2 separate regions of the Sus scrofa genome follow, and region 2 is linked to region 1. A link is a contact called in public HiChIP or PLAC-seq data. All regions are on one chromosome and are shown on one strand. The core of a region is the stretch at or near the end of the contact, and the rest is flanking DNA. Distances in the headings are between cores, read along the strand shown. Region 1 holds the start of TGIF2 (homeobox protein TGIF2). Region 2 holds the start of SOGA1 (protein SOGA1).

Region 1 (5,195 bases), core at 542-3,041:
GTCCTGCACCCCAGCCATGATATTCACCGACAAATACAGCCGAAAGTTTACAAATCCCAATTCAGGAGGCTCCCCACATACACACCCCACACTCACATCCAGCCTCACACTTAAAGCAGACAACTCTCTAACAGCACTCAGATAACTGGTACCAACCCCTCGCTTGGCCTCTGGAACCCCCAGGACTTTCACCAATAGATGCACCAGATACAGTTTACAAGTCCCACATCTAAAAGGAACAACTTTTCCTTTGTGGAATTGGTACCATACAACCAATTCCTGGATATCCGTCCACCCAATAACTCCAACCCACCCACAATCTCTCAGACTGACAAAACTCCAGACGACATCACACCAGTGATCAGTTTTTAACCCTAACTGGCCAGCCACAGCACCGACCTGCAGCCACTCCGGCACGAACTTTCTGACAACTCCCCCAGCTCCGTCGACACTCCCCCGGGCCAAGCACTCACGCTGCATTCCCAGCAGTTCACACAAAGCGCGCAGCCTCCCCCGCGGCCCAGACCCGACCTGGAGCACATGGCTCCCTGGGCGGCCGAGAATCGGCCTGCGCTCGGGGCGCCAGCACACCTCAGTCCCCCACCCCGCATCCGTCTCGGAGCTTCAGTTGCCCCGCGGGCCAGAAATCCCTCTGGGGCGGGGGCTCTGGAAGAAAGAAAACTCACGTGTCTGTCCCGGGGCAGGAAAAAGTTTGGTTCCCACCCCCTTCCCCCGCCACACGGCGCTGGCTGACTCTTCGGGGCGCGGGGCCGGCCGAGCCTGCGCGCTCGGCTTTGTGCTCCGAACTCGGCCCGGAGGGGGAGGGGAGGGGGCTGGGCTCCCACCTCCGCACCGCCCCCCCCAACCCTGCGCCCAGACTCCATGTTGGCCGCCCCCTGCCCCGGAGACTGCGCGTTTCCCCCGCGGGAGGCTCGGCACACGCTTCGCCTGTCCGAGGGTCCCGGCACGCATAAACTTTCTTCGGGTAGCCGGCCCCACGCGCCCCGTTTCCTTGGCCCGCCTGGGAGTGACAGATGCCTCAGAAACAGACTTTCCTTTGTTCCAAAGGAAAGGGGAACTCGAGCGGGCTCCCGCCCCCCCCACCAGCTCCGGGACCTTCCCGCTGCCCCCACCCGCAGCTGTCACTCTCGGGGGCCCCTCCCCGGCTCAGCCGCGGCGGGGGGTTGGGGGGGACTGCCGGCGGTTAGCAACGTGCACTTTTGAAACCAAACAAACCCGCCCCCCCCGTGCGTTCACCCCGGCCCGGGGCCGGGGCGGCCCTCTCCCCGGGTAGGATCCTAGGGAGCTGGGTCCCCCAAAAGGGCCCCGAGCCAACTTCCTCCAGGGGGGTGGGACAACCCCTCAACGGGCCCCGCCAACACACCGCAGTCGGGACTCACAAACACACCAGAGCTCACACACCCACAACCGCACGCGCTAGGACGACGCCCCCTCCCCCGCTCGGCCGAGAAAAAAAACTTTCCAAGTTGACCGCGCGCCCCCCGCCCCCATCTGCCCCCGCTCCTGCGCCCCGCACTGACTTTTCCCAGCGGCTTTTCCGTCCACGCGGCCTGGGGCTGGGTCCCGGGCGTCCCGGCAGAGGGCGGGGGGCGCCGGGGGAGCGCGCCGCGTACCTGCCGGGCCTGACACTCGGCCTGACAGCTCGCGGCTGGAAAGCACCTCGCGCCCTGACGTCAGATCCCCTCTCCTCCCCTCCGCGCTCTCCTCGCCCTCCCCCACCCGCCGGGAGCGAGAAAACAAACTTTGTGCGGAGCGCGGTGAGCTACGCCCACCCCCCGAGGGGCGGGCCAGCGGCAGCGAGGGGCTTTGCCCCGCCCACCGCACCCGGAGGGGGCGGGGCCGGGAGGGCACCTTCTTCCTGCGCCCACCCCCACCCTCAGGAATGCCACATGGCCTTCGTAGAGGAGTGGTGGGAACGTAGATCGGGATAGTCCGCTTGGGGGCAGGAAGTGGCCCGTTCCTCCTTTCGGAGAGCATTTCCGGAGCGCCTACTGTGTGCTCCATTCTGGGGGTGAGGGCCGTTACGGAGAGGAGAATTAATGCAAATCTTGATGTTTGTTAGTCCGCTCCCTTCATCAGGACCTCCCGCCGGCGGTTTGATTTTTCCCATTGCACGGAAAGGAAACTGAGGCCCCGTTAGTCCAGGGATTTAATCCCAGCTGGTAAGAAACGGGGTTTGAATGCGACGCCTGTTCTGCCCCTAGGGGCTCATAGAGTCGGGTAGAAAGGTTTCTTGAGCATTACCCCAAAGCATGTAGCCCCAGGGTCTATCACGCAAGGCAGCCAGAGCTGAAAACAGCCAATGTTTAAGGAGTGTTAATACGCAGTGACCATTAAGCGAGGCACTGCGTGTGTATCACCCTCAGATGATGGGGTAGGTGCTGTTACATGTCCTGTAAGTCCTCGGTTTGCTCATAAGCTGCTCTTGACTTTGCTCCTTGTCTCACAGTCAACCAGAGTTATTCAGCCCAGGTGGGTACCACAGTGGAGGCCAAGTCCTTATCTGATTGAGCCGGCCCTTGAAGGAGGCAGACCACCTGTCAAGGAGCCCTCGGGGCTCCTGGCTGCTTTCTTTTCTTTCTTTCTTTCTTTCTTTCTTTTTTTTTTTTGCTTTTTAGATGGTGTCTTTCTTCTTTGCCCACAACACCTAACTCCAGGACAGTTCTCTTGGTCTTCTCCAGCCCTGCTAGCACTCTCTTCCCTGCTCTTTGCTCTCTGTTCCGCATACTGTGAAATACCTGTTGACCAACCTATTGGCCTTCCTAGAAGACTTTGTGCCCTGCAGAGCGAAGCACAGAATCAGCCTAAAAATCGGCAAGGCCTTTTCTGGGCCTCTGGTTCCTCATCTAACCCCAGATATTTAGGGCCGTTGAGCTTGGAAATCAGCAGCTTTGCAATAAATGGCTTTTGGTCTTAACTGTGCTTAAACTATGGATAACTCTGAAAACAAAAATTTAGTTGGCTCCCCAGGCCCTAAGCCAATCAGAATGCTGATGATGATTGTTAAGGTGCACCTGGACTCCCCATTGAGGGCAGACCAATCTGCAAATGCTTAGAACTTCGTCGGCCACACTACTCTCCTTACAGCAATCCCAGAGGGTCAGTGCCGCTGCATTGCACTCTCCATTTCACAGATGGGGAAACTGAGGCCCAGAGTGGAGACCCCAAACAATTTCTTGGGAAAGTGATGCTCTGTCTATAGCCTTCTGAGAGAAAGAGGAAGGCTTGAGGAGTCTCAGGTAAGAAAGGTAAAACTTCAGGGCCCTGATCACTAGAATCACAGAGCATGTGTGGGATAGGGGACTTAGTGGGGGACCTGAAGGGCAGCCAGATGAGCCAGGAGATGTGACTGTCCCTGGTACTTGGTGCCAGGCATTGCACTCTGAGAGCCGGACTCTGCCCATTTTGGGAAAGCCACTGACCCTGGGCTGGAGCCCAGAGACCTCCCTGCAAATTGGGGCAGCAGAAGCCCCCTAGGCCAGTGCTTCCTAAGTCTTGTGCTAGACGAGGTTCACTGGGGCAAATGGAAGAGAGCAGCTCATTCCTCCTTTTAGCCTGCAGTGGTGCCACCTGGGAGCTGAATAGCAAAGTTGCTTCTGGAGCCCCTCCCCAGACTTCCTGGAGGGGGAAGGGGCAATTTGGGGTTTAGAGGGAGGCTGGTGGTGTGTCATGATTGTGCATTGTAAACAGATTCCCCAGGTGAAGCATAATAGTAGGTTTGAGAATTCCTATGTAAAGTTTCTCAACTAGTTAAGTATCAGGATTTAAAATGTGTGCATCCTTTAAGCCAGTAAGTCTACTTCTAGGAATCTCTCTCAAGCAATAATTGCAGAATAAAGATGAATGCTTATACAAGATTGTTCTTTGCAGCACTATTTATTTTGATGGAAAATTTCAAAGAGCTACATGTCTCACACCTCTCTCACTGGGAGCTGACTGCTTACAGCCTTCTGGGACCTCTGCACAGCAGGATGTTGTGACGGGGTAAGTCTGAGCACTAACCTGGGGGATGGCCAAGGTGTACTTATTATAACACTTGCAATGTCCTAGCAAGAAGGGGCTTTGAATATACCTGGGGAGAACTTTCATGAGAAAACTTTTTCCAACTAGGAAGTCTTTTGTTTTTGTTTTTTTAATGGCTGCACTAGTGGCATATGGAAATTTCCAGGCCAGGAATCAAATCCCAGCCACAGCTGGGACCTACACTGCAGCTACAGCAATGCTGGATTCTTTAGCCCACTGTGCCTGGCTGGGATTGAACCCTTATCTCCTCAGTGACCCAACCCACTGCAGTCAGATTCTTAACCCACTAAGGCACAGCAGGAACTCCTCAGAATTTACTTTTATTGTCATTTTTCTCTCATCCATTTTGCCCCCCTTCACATACGAAAAAACAGGGTCCCTGAGAGAAGGGACTTGCCCCATAATGAACTTGGAGTCCTGACTCATTGGACAGATCTGGGAGTGGGGTGGGGTGTGGCTCAGAGGGGAATGAGGAGTGGGCGTGGCCTCAGAGCCCAGGCTAATCTGGTGGCACCCAGGGGGCCATTTTAGGGAGAATCCTAGGAACTCCAGATTTCTCAGGCCAGGAAAGGGGTTGGATAGCTTCCATAAGGCAATCCTGCCTGTGTACTTGAAACTCAAATTAGGGAGTTCCTATTGTGGGGCAGTGGAAATGAATCTGACTAGGATCCATGAGGATGCAGGTTTGATCCCTGGCCTCCCTCAATGGATCAGGGATCCAGTGTTGCTGTGAGCCGTGGTGTAGGTCACACACATGGTTGGATCCTGCATTGCTATGGCTATGGCATAGGCCGGCAGCTCTAGCCCCGATTTTACCCCTAGCCTGGAAACTTCCATATGCCACTGGTTTGGCCCTAAAAAGCAAAAAAGAACAAAAAAGAAAACTCAAATTAGAGATCCCTCTTGATGATTAAACTCTCTTGATTGTCCCTGTTTCTAGTGCGCTTTATTGTAGAGGTTCAAATGAATGTCATGGACATCTATTTTCATTTAAAAAAAAAAAGGTGTTGATGGAAATGGAAGAGGGACCAATATTCACCAGAAGCCAACATGAGTCAAGGCTAGGTCTGGTAGCATAAAAGATGTGGTTCTGGGAGTTAGCTTGTGGAGCATTGGGTTAAGGATCTGGCATCGTCTGGGGCTCGGGTTTG
Region 2 (5,551 bases), core at 1,124-3,623, 260 kb before region 1:
AATTCATGACTCCCCAAGTTCAAAGACATTCAGAGCTCAGCCCCCTGCTCAGCCATGGGTTTGTCAGGAGTGGCTGAGCAGCCTGCCCTAGCATGTCCCCTGCCCAGAGTCACACTACCCAACATCTCCAAGCCCACATTCTGCATGGAGGGAGAAACTGGAGCTCGGAGAGGGAAACAATTTCCAGGAGCCACATAGCATCTCTCTGTGCCAGACCAGAACAAGCCTACAAAAATGGAGGCATCAGAACTAGAAGGTTGTCTGTTACATCAAACTAGACCAAGTGGGATCTTCTGTGGCTGGGGAAGTAGGAAGGCTTGTCCTGGGCTTTGCCCCTGTGCTATGCCGTGCCACCCTGTTTTTGATGTGTCTTTTGTGGCCCATCTCCCCCCTATATTGTGTGCTCCATGAGGTCAGGTACTCACCACTGACAAGCTCACTACTGTGTCCCTCAGGGTCCCGTCTGGTGCCTGTGGGCTGGGTGGGTGGAGAGTCACTGGGGACAGGACAACTGATGCCTTGCCAGGAGGGCGTGAGAATGCCCCTGAAGAAGTGTTTGCAGAGAACCTGCTGAGTGGTACTGCTTCTCACCTGGCTCTGTGGGGAGCACCTGGAGGACAGATCTGAGGATGGAGGAGGCACCCACACACCTAGACGCACCTAGATGGGGATGAGAAGCTGTGCCTCCTCCAAGAGGGCGACCCGCAGGAGGAGTGTATTCACTGCTGTTGGGGAGGTGGGACAGAAACACAGAAGCGGACCTAGGGCCAGTGGTGTGTCAAGGGCAGAAGGAGGTGAGCTAACAGGACTGGGGGAGTAGAGGAAGAAGGAGAAAATGGGCAGGAGGAGGGAAGAGGAGAAAGGGAAAAGGGAGAGGGGGAGAAGGGGGAGGGAAAGGAAATGAGGAGAGGGAGGAAGAAGCTGCAGAGGGGTAAACACCGCCCTGACCCCCCTTCCTCCCCGCCCCCCGCCCCGCAAGGGGTGCCACCCTGAGGTTGAGCGCCAGCCCACAGGACAGCCAAAGGACTTCACCACGTGGCTCTGTCCAGCGGTGGCTCGGTGGTATGGGGAGGGGGGTGGTGCGGGGAAGGTGTGACAGACACACGGAAAAATCAACAACACAGGAGCACAGCCTGGAAGGAAAGAAACGACACCCATCAGAGCTGGGGCTCCGGGGTCGTCCGGAGTTACTCTTGGGAGAACGCGTAGGGGATCAGAGCCACCGTGTCCGGCCTGGATCAGCCCCACAGTAGCCAAAACCTATTCCTAGAGCACCCGCTGGTCTGACTTCTCAGAACGGGTCGCCTCCATTTTAGCCAAGCAGAGCCTGAGAGCAGTCTCTGATCCCCTATCAGGGTAGGGGGAAGCGGTAGTACGCCCGGGTCAAGACGTGCAGAGCCGGGCATTCATCCAGGGCTCCACGCTCCCAACAGTTGTGAGAGGGAAGCCGAAGCAGAAGGTGTGGATCTGCGAGGTTGGGATTCCATCCCCGCTCTGCCACTGACTGACCTTGGGTTAATCGTGTGCCCGCCCTAGGCATCACTTTACGCATCTGTACAATGGGATAATCCGTCTCGCTCTGCGAGGTTCGGGGGGCGGAGTTCGCGCACGCTCCGCACAGCCGCGAGGGGCGAGGGACTCGGCGTGTATATGGATGCTGGCTCCAGCGATCTGAGGTCTGCCCGGCCTCTGCCTGGCAGTCCTCCCTCTCGCCGCTCGCGCGACCCCTGCTCGGACGCGGGGAGCAGGGGGGCCTCCGCCGGGTGCGCTCTCCGGGCCGGCAGGGGAGGGGGCGGCGGCGGAGCGGAGGAGAAAGGAGCCCGGGCCGCGGCGGACCCGGCCCGCCTGACCCTCGAGGGGGTCGCTGTTGCCTCGCAGATCCCTCCCTCGCTCGCTGCCTGCGTCCCTCCCTGCCGCTCCCGCCGCGTCCGCCTTTTGTTCGCGGAGCCGCGCGCCCCCGAGCCCAGGCGGCGGGGCGGGGAGCTGGCGGGGCTGCGCGGGGGCGGGCCGCGCCGGGCGGAGCCGGGGCCCGGGCCGCAGCCGGACTCGGAGCCCGAGGGAGCGATAGGCGCGCTGGCAGCCGGGGCCCGGGCGCGCTCCGGGGGCGCGGCGAGGCCGAGGGGGCGGGCGCCGGGCGGAGCCGGAGCCGGAGCCGGGGCGCCTGGAGGCGATCGGGCCGCTCTCTCCGAGCTCAGAGTAGCGGAGAGACCGTGCGGCGGGAGTCGGGGCCAGAGCGCAGCCCGGGAGCTGAGGTGGGCCGAGAGCAGACGCGGCCCGAGCGGCAGGAGAGGCGCCGGGGACCTCCCCCCGGGCGCGGAGGCCGGGCGGGCCCGGGCCATGCCTGCAGCTCACTGAGGCCAAGGGAGGCCGCGATGGAGGTGCCGGCGGGGGAGCCCCCTGCTCGGGGCTGCGGCCCCCCGCCCGCGCCAGCCCCTGAGAGGAAGAAGAGCCACCGAGCGCCGTCGCCGGCCCGACCCAAGGACGTGGCCGGCTGGTCGCTGGCCAAGGGCCGCCGCGGCCCAGGCCCGGGCGCCGCAGCCGCCTGCAGCTCCGCGTCCTCGGCGCGGCCGGACAAGAAGGGGCGTGCGGTGGCGCCCGGGGCGCGGGGAGCAGGGACGCGGGTGGCCGGGGTCCGCACCGGGGTCCGCGCCAAGGGCCGTCCGCGCCCAGGCACCGGGCCGCGACCGCCGCCACCGCCGCCCAGCCTCACCGACAGCAGCTCAGAGGTGTCGGACTGCGCGTCGGAGGAGGCGCGTCTGCTGGGCCTGGAGCTGGCGCTGAGCAGCGACGCCGAGTCAGCGGCCGGGGGCCCGGCGGGGGCCCGCACTGGGCAGCCGCCGCAGCCCGCGCCGCCCGCTCAGCAGCCTCCGCGGCCTCCCGCCTCCCCGGAGGAGCCGTCGGTGGCCGCGTCGTCGGTGGGCAGCAGCCGCCTGCCACTCAGCGCCTCGCTCGCCTTCTCCGACCTCACGGAGGAGATGCTGGACTGCGGGCCCGGCGGCTTCATGAGAGAGCTGGAGGAGCTGCGCTCGGAGAACGACTATCTCAAGGTGGGGGCGCTGGTGGGGGAATGGGAGGCCGCGGGAGGCGTGGGTGGCAGCCCCTCTGGCCAGAGGCACCAGCTGGCCGCTGCCCCAACGCCTGAGCTGGAAAGGGGCCTAAACCCTCAGGGGCACCCTGAGGTCTGCCTGGGGCTCCCCCGCATTCCGCTCCTTACTGTGTCTGGGAAACCTTCTCCTGAGGGAGGAACCTGGAAGCGGAGACTGCCCAAAGGCGCCTGGTTGGGGAAGGGGGCCTTGGAAGAAGTGCTTTGGAGGATGCCTAGGTGCGGTACTTGGGATGGAGGTGGGTAATCAATCAGTGAGGGGCTGGGCCTCTGATTCAGCTGCTCAGAACCCCCACCCCCACCCCAGGCCAGAGGCCAGACCTTTGGGGGCTCTCCTTTCCGGAAGAGGCGCTGGTCTGCACTGCTGCCAGGAAGACCCATGCCATCCCCTGCCAAGGAGAGGCCAGAACACCATCCTGAATCTTAACCCAGGGCTTTCCTGGCCCAGGCCTGTCCCTGCCTGCTTTTCAGGGCGGGTCCCGTTTGAAAGCATGACATCTGGGAACATCCCCTTGGCTGGAGTCCGACTTCCGCCCAGTCTAACGGTCCCACAGCCCGGGAGGATGATGTTGTGGGAGAACCGGTTCAGAGGCAGCTTCCTAAATCCCAGGATATTGTCTTCTGCTTAGTTTGGGACAGGCCCTGTACACACAGTGAATGCGTTGGTGCTTCACTGCCAGTGCCCATCTTCTTCCCATGTTACCAGTGCGAGGAGGGGCTCTGACATCCCAAAAGAGCATCCCTCTGGGTGTGTGGGGGCCTGAGAGCTTCCATGGGAGAACAGACTTTGCCTTCACCCCTGCAGGGGACATGAACACCTACTGGGTGCAGGCCAGGCTCTGTCTGTTCACTGCCTGGCACCGAGGCAGCCTCAGGGACAGCCCAGCCCTTATGTGTTGATGTTGGCCTGGGAGACTGGAAGCTTCGTGGGTTCTAGTGCCACGAGCTGGGCATGGTTTTGGAAGAGGCTGAAATGTTACCTACTCTTATCAGTTGATGTCCTGGCACAGCACCCAGGGCATCCCTGGCTAAGAGCCGCCGAGTTAATGGCACTCTGCTGATTTATGTCTGCCCAGCAACACTTAGCTTTGCATTGGCCTCTGGCCAGAGGGTTTCTCTCTCGTTAAGAGTTTTTGGGATATTGCTTAACTGTGCCTTTCCCTCCCCTCTTCCCCCAAGATCTATTATCCAATGTGGGTTTAGTAACTGCTTGTTGATTAGAGGGACAGGGTCTGTCTGAAAATGGATAATCAACCCTTTCAGCCTCTAACCTTTCCTCAGGGCAGGCCTCAGTTTCCTCATCTGTTAAATGGGAGGGGAAGTCTTCCTAAAGACCCCATTCAGTGTTGACAGTGGAAGGTTCGGTCGGCTCCAGTGGGCTTTAAAAGCCAGTGATGAGGAGAAGACGTGTGAAGGATGGGTTTGGAGGAGGGAGACAAGCCAGGAGGTCCAGCCCTGCCCTCTTGGTGCTCTGAGCTCCTTCGGTGCTCCCTGCTGAGCTGCTCTGTACCCAGATCCCCAAGCTCCTCACTCCTGCCTCCTGGCCCACACTCCTCACCCCAGCAAAGGAAGAAGGGCCATTGAGCTTTGCTTCAGGGTCTCATACACCCACCCTGTGGGCTCCTGTTCATTGGGCAGAGCTCTGGAGTCTGTCTGAGCCACCCATGACTGTTAAGATGGAAAACAGTTCCAGAAGGCTAGGGATTGAGTCTAAGGTCTCACACAGGCCGAGACCTGGCTGGGGACCTCCCACTGCCTGATCCAGGGCTCAGCCTCAGTTTCCCCCATTCATTCAGTGTTTCTGGTTTCCTGTGCAGGCTTCAGGTCCCTATTAGATCTGGGGTCTGTGCCTCCCTGGCTGTGTGATCTAGGAGAAGTTACTTAATGTCTCTGGACTTCAGTTTCCTTGTTGTAGAAAGGGATATCACCCATCTTCCAGCCTTAAGGGTTAAATGAGATCATGTGTGCAAACGCCACTAGAGCACCGGGCATGTTGTGAGCCTCAGATGAGGGTAGTTGTGATCATTGCTATTCTCAAGGAGTGTGACATATTTCTGTGGGCGCTTATCATGTTCTCTTGTGGACTCTGTGGGGGCAGAATAGATCCTTCTCTCCACCCGAAGCAGTGCTGGCCCCTCATTCATTTACCAACTATTGATTTAATGCCTACTGTGTACCAGGCACTAGCGCAGAGGATACAGCCATGGACGAGGATGAAGTGTCTGTTTTCATGGGGCTATCAGTCTAGTGGTCTAGACCAGGATTAAACCATAGTCATACAGTGCATCACAGTATGGATCACGATAAAGGTGGGGAGGCACACAGTGTGCCCAGAGCACATGAAAGTGGGGCAGGGGGTGCCAAGGGAGGCTGGGGGCTGAAGGGTGAGATGGAGCCAGCTGAATAAGGAGCTGGAGTAAGACCATTCCAGGCTGAGGAAAGTAGGAA

The links. HiChIP or PLAC-seq counts read pairs in DNA pulled down with a chosen protein or histone mark.
Region 2: a contact with region 1 is called in an H3K27ac HiChIP or PLAC-seq map of alveolar macrophages. The contact joins the promoter of SOGA1 here to the promoter of TGIF2 in region 1. A contact is called at or near these places in 2 of 47 Hi-C or Micro-C datasets (heart right ventricle and skeletal muscle) and 1 of 2 datasets of contacts at active chromatin or transcription factors (alveolar macrophages).

The regions. Positions count from the first base shown.
Region 1 is chr17:39,837,245-39,842,439 of Sscrofa11.1, reverse strand. It overlaps TGIF2 (homeobox protein TGIF2), which reads right to left and starts at 1,791. Exons shown (of 3, transcript XM_021077897.1): 1 at 1,542-1,791. It overlaps LOC110257438 (a long non-coding RNA gene), which reads left to right and starts at 1,882. Exons shown (of 4, transcript XR_002340023.1): 1 at 1,882-2,183; 2 at 3,892-4,005.
Region 2 is chr17:40,095,624-40,101,174 of Sscrofa11.1, reverse strand. SOGA1 (protein SOGA1) reads left to right here and starts at 2,373. Exons shown (of 15, transcript XM_005672920.3): 1 at 2,373-3,047. The coding sequence starts at 2,373. LOC102165279 (transcription initiation factor TFIID subunit 4-like) reads right to left here and starts at 2,776. Exons shown (of 3, transcript XR_002340154.1): 1 at 2,711-2,776; 2 at 426-1,133.